Linked DNA regions of Arabidopsis thaliana: region 1 is linked to region 2. A link is a contact called in public ChIA-PET data. All regions are on one chromosome and are shown on one strand. The core of a region is the stretch at or near the end of the contact, and the rest is flanking DNA. Distances in the headings are between cores, read along the strand shown.

Evidence for each region. ChIA-PET counts read pairs in DNA pulled down with a chosen protein or histone mark.
Region 1: a contact with region 2 is called in an H3K4me3 ChIA-PET map of shoot, with 10 read pairs. The contact joins the promoter of ALDH11A3 here to the promoter of CYP71B6 in region 2. A contact is called at or near these places in 3 of 26 Hi-C or Micro-C datasets (cotyledon, root and rosette leaf) and 1 of 2 datasets of contacts at active chromatin or transcription factors (shoot).

The regions. Positions count from the first base shown.
Region 1 is chr2:10,328,687-10,331,386 of TAIR10.1, forward strand. It overlaps ALDH11A3 (aldehyde dehydrogenase 11A3), which reads right to left and starts at 1,362. Exons shown (of 9, transcript NM_127989.4): 1 at 771-1,362; 2 at 372-565; 3 at 150-278; 4 at 1-57. The coding sequence starts at 915.
Region 2 is chr2:10,280,151-10,283,104 of TAIR10.1, forward strand. It overlaps CYP71B6 (cytochrome p450 71b6), which reads left to right and starts at 1,568. Exons shown (of 2, transcript NM_127979.3): 1 at 1,568-2,645; 2 at 2,834-2,954. The coding sequence starts at 1,740.

The DNA of each region.
Region 1 (2,700 bases), core at 112-2,611, 48 kb after region 2:
AGCGAGATTAACTGGATAATTGAATGGAGGAATAGCCAAAACCACACCGAGTGGAATCTTCAGATCAGAAAACAAACACATAATTTGATCAAAACATTTGTTAACAACTTCAACTATTGACGCATACATATGAATCTAAGAGATTATACCTTGGAAGTGAGGCAGTACTTAGTACGGTCATTACCGGGGAAGCTATCGGAGAGAAGAAACTTCCCTTCACCTAAGATCCTAACACCTTCTTCAGCACAATAAGAGATCAAATCTCCAGACCTCACAACCTTTCACCAATATCAAACATTAAAGATCTTGAAAAACACAAAACAAAAAGAGCTTCGTATGAAGTTGATGCATAGAGAGGGATATGGTGAGACCTCAGTAACAGAATCTTTGGCGGGTTTAGCGATTTCTTTAACAAGAGACTCAGCCATGGGAGCTTTGTTGTCCTTAAGGATTGCTGCAGCCTTGTGAAGAAGCTCAGCTCTTTTCCAAAGAGGAGTTTTCGCCCACGATTTCTGAGCTGATTTCGCCAGTTCCATCACCGCGTTCACTTCTTCTTGCGTGCATGCTGTGTTAAACAGAAAAACAGAACATTGTCTTATCTTGAAATCCTCTGTTTTTATCTTCTCTGTTTATCTTCGGAGATTCTTAGGTTGTTATCAAAACTTGTTCAAGTAATCAATCTACCAAAATTCATCAATATTTCTAGTATATATCTCCAAATTTTTGCCAATATCTGAAATCAAGAAAGAATGAAACTTAATGAGATATACCTTGAACCTTGTACTGTGTCTTCCTCGTGGCCGGGTTCATGATGGCAACACTCTTACCTGAGGAAGAAGTTTTCCACTCACCATCAGCGTAGTATTTGTATACTTCTCCATCAAGAATCTCAGCAAACAATCCAGTCCCGGCCATTGATCTCTGAAACAAAACTTAAAGAACACAAAGTTGTGTGTGTTGTGTTGATTTGTGTTCTGTTCACACAATGTTTGAATATATATAGCCAAAGAGACAAAAACAGAGAAGAAGACTAACTCTCTCCTCTGTGTCTCGCTTCTTGAGTGTTGTATAAGAGAGAGAGAGAGAGAGAGGAAGTGATTATTGATAGATTTTTATGGAAGGAGTGGTGAAAGAGCATGAAAGGTAGATAGATAGAGATAAGTGATTGAAGGGTAAAAAGAAAATCTAGAAAAGGATAAAGAGAGGGAGATGAAAAATTGTATGGTGAGAAATGAGAATGAGAATTAGAGAGAGTGAAGAAGAGTTTCTTGGTGTGTGATCGTTTTGTTGGTTATTGAATAGCTATTGGTCCTACATCATTGTTTATTAACGAAGGGACTCATGATAGCCACAACCACAAACATGTCTATGTATTCATCATACACAAACAAACATGCATGTATTTATTTTCCAAGGTCCGGTTGTTATGGAATATTCCAAACAAATTCAAAAAAAAAAACAATTTGGTCATATTATTGAAATTTCAAAAAAAATCTTGAAAAGTTTTAAACATTTTAATCCATCTTCTATAACATTAAATAATCAAGTGATATTATTCATGAATTTTACAACAATTATATGTAAGCCATTGAAAAAGATGATATGTAATTTGCATAGCAGACATATTCTCAAGTGGAACTACAACTCTATAACATGATCAAAAAGAAAAACAAGTTAGAGATTTCATCAACTGAAACAAGAATAATCAAATGTTTATAAACCAAAAAAAAAGTAAGCAGAAACAACATATTTAAAGTATACCAAGATTTTTTGAGAAGATGAAGATGTTTAGGTTGCATTACAAAATTAACATCTCAAAATAACAAAAAACGCTATGGAGTGAAATCACATTGTTTGAATGTTGGATGTGTAAGTATTATTAAAAAACTATAATATTTTCATATAGAAAGTTTTAACATAGATGTTAATTTTGCATAGTGAAATCACAAACATATATTTTTGCATATGAGATACAACATAGATGTTAGTCAAATTATCAAAATTTAGATTTATCTTTAATTGTTGTTATTAGAACAGTTTGGGCTCTATATGATAAGAGTTTTACCTTTAACATAATAACTAGTTGAGATATAAACACAATAAGAGATAAGTGGTGGCCTTCAATACAAATAGTTCTTCTTTTTGTGATTGATGACATATATAACAATAAAAACAATATACTATGTTAGTAATGTCGAAAATATATAAGATTTGATTAATTTATAAAGTTACTAATTGATTCAAAAATAGTAATTTAAGACCAAAATATATTAATCTATCAAAATACTAATTACGGAGTATTGTTGTAGATGTTTTACTATACTCTTAACCACAATACTATTATCATTCAAACTGAATAACAAAGATGCTACGATACTATGATAAACAAGGAAATTGAATAAAGCCAAAAGCGGTTTTGGAACTAGACGTAGTTATCTTGGTTCAAGGCCTTACACGTTTTGTTTGTCTCTGTAAGTTTATTCTGATGTCGTGTAACATAACTAAATTTTAAGTAAACTAAAATTTTACCTCATTTGTTCCTTACAAAGTTATGGAAAATTTAAACGACGGTTAGAAGCTTTTGTACAGAGTTCGTTATCTTCTTTGGGACAATAAAAGACGATAAGATTTTTTTATTTTTTTTTAAGAAAACATTTTTCTCTTTTGTGATTTTAATCTTTTGAAATGCATGTTAACACT
Region 2 (2,954 bases), core at 318-2,817:
ATTCTATCTAAAAAAGTATATTTTGTATTGATCATATCTGAAATTGCATATATTGTAAAATATTGTGTACAAAAGGATCCGGTCCAAGATTAAACACACAATACTTACTGAGACTAAAAGGGGCTAAACCACAAGAACAAATCCTTGAAATTGCAATGGTTAAACTTACAAAAAATATGTCTCTTATTACCAGATCTTAATATTGTTTACCGAATTTCTGAACTAAACTACATTTTTTGCCCAAACAAACAAAGAACTAAACTATATTTATTCAAGTCAAGTCAAATAATTGCATGCAGGAGACAACGCAAAAAGATGAAAAAACTAAAAATTCAGAGATGAACATCGAGAACACAAATAACATTATCCAAATCTCATTAGGATCCTATTAACCAACCACAAAAACGTCCACTTCATAATGGTCTAATAGTACAATTTGTTTTTATGTAGAAGTAAAAGTGAAGTTCGAATATTCTTACATTGATTTCAATCATATTTTGCTACTATAGATTAACATGTATACATCAGCATACACATGGTCCAACGATTGAGTCTATACTGCACAAAACTCTGGAGATGAATCTAAACTTTGGTTCGAAATTCCGGCAATGTATGGAAAAGAATATTCAAAAAAATAAGAAGAAGCATATTGACCGTTTCTTGTTCAATATACTAGAAGGTAAACGTCAAAAATGTCAGCATGTTTTCTTTCAAAAACAAAAAAAAAAATGTCAGCATGTGGTCAGAACTCAGAAGTTCTTACCAAGAAAACTTAACTAACAGTTACCATTTAGACCCTAAATTACTTATGTTGTATTTTTGTCCGAAAACTTTGATTAAAAAAATAAAGGTGTAAGACGATGAAAAAGAACAAAAAATTATATTGTCACTGTATCTTTCAAAATCATTCTAAAATGATAGACATGTATCTTAGCGCCTCCAAACTTTTCCACTCTATGAAAAGTTGTTCTTCGTTTTTTTTTTTTTTTTTTTTTTTTTTGTCAATTGTTCTTCGTTTTTGAACTTCTATTTTGCTTCGTTTTGATATTTTTATGTTTTCGTTTATATTTTTGAATTTTTCTTTCTTTCGTTTGAGTTGAAGAAAAAACAGTTGTTATTATGTAAGAATTTAAATAACAATTTCAAAAAGGAATATTTTTTTTGGTCTTACTAAACGTCTGACCGGCATGTTTGAAATATTTCAGTTTCTTGTTGCTTCTTGATTTAACCATCCGAATCTATCTAAACCAACTAACCAAGTGATTGAACAAGAACTAAACCGATTTTTCTTTGATTTGATCTGAATCCTTAAGTAGTAAAGTCCAAAACAGCAAATACTAAAACTGAACACAAACTGGAGCCGAACTGAATCCCGAAGGAACAGGTGTTACCTATTCCGACAACGATAAATCTCCTATTTTTGGGATGTTTTATCTATTGAAAAGTTGTTGAATGAGGATGGTCTAATGATTTTTCCGGTCTCTCCTTACAAATTACACTTTTATGGTTCAATCCACTCTTAAAAAATAATTGAAGTCAAGATTTTCAGCCTGTGGTCGGAAAGTCCTTACACGAAACTGAAGTATGATATAAATTTATCTTTAGCATATGGTCGAAAAGTCTTTACAATAAACTTAGTTAAATAGTAGTAAACATATACACTAGCTACACGTATTTCATCTTTATTATGGTCACACATACTACACAACCAACAAAAACTACAAGACGATAACAACAAAATGTCTCTTTTCTCCTTCCCCATCTCCACTGAGTTGCTTCCATGGCTTCTCCTACTTTTGATTCCTCCACTTCTTATCTTCTTTCTTCTTCGTTCCCCTAAAAATCTTCCACCAGGTCCACCAAGATTACCTATCTTAGGAAACATCCACCAGCTCGGATCCCTCCCTCACCGCAGTCTCAGAGATCTCTCTCTCAAATATGGCCCAGTCATCACCGTCTATCTCGGCAGCGTCCGTACCGTGGTTGTTCACTCTCCGGAGACGGCGGAGGAAGTTCTAAAACTTCACGACTCCGAGTGTTGTACTCGTCCAAAGCTATCTATCACCAAAAGCTTTTTCTATGATGGACTTGGTCTAGGGTTTACTAAATGGGGTGATTACTACAGAGATGTGCGGAAACTCTGTGTTCTTGAACTTTTCTCCGTTAAACGAGCCAACTCGTTCCGGAACATAAGAGAGGAGGAGCTGAGTCGACTCGTTAACTCGTTTTCTGACTCGGCGTCATCTGGATCTTCCGTTGACCTTACCGCAAATTTGGCTAAGTTCGTCGCGAGCTTTACGTGTCGAATGGCGTTTGGATTGAGTTTTCAAGGAAGTGGAATGGATAACGAGACGTTTCTGGAGCTGTTCACGGAGGCGAACAGAGTGATCGGAAAATTCGCGGCGGCGGATATATTCCCCGGGTTTGGCTGGATCTTGGATCGGATCAGTGGTCTTGATTCTAGCCGGAGGAAGAGTTTTCAAGATCTTGATACGTTTTACCAGAAAGCTATTGTTGACCATCGGGAGAAGAAGAAAACTGAAGACCGTGAAGATCTCATTGACGTCTTGCTCAAGTTACAGAGTCAAGAAACCAAACTTGGTTCTTCAAGAATCACCGATACACATATCAGAGCTATTATTATGGTAAGTTTTCAACTTTGGTTAGTTCGGTTCGATACCATAATTCTTGTTCGATTTGGGTAATTTGGTTTAGAAATTTATGTATAGTTTGGTTAATACAAATATCAGGTTACAGAACTTTGTCCATGCCTTATTTAGATGTTGAATTATAATTTATTGAGTTCATGTAAGCATTTTTGTTTTCATTTCAGGATTTGTTTGTAGCAGGAGTAGACACATCTGTTATCACTTTGGATTGGACAATGGCAGAGCTTTCAAGACATCCAAGAGTAATGAAGAAAGTACAAGCCGAGATTCGTGAACACGTAGGAG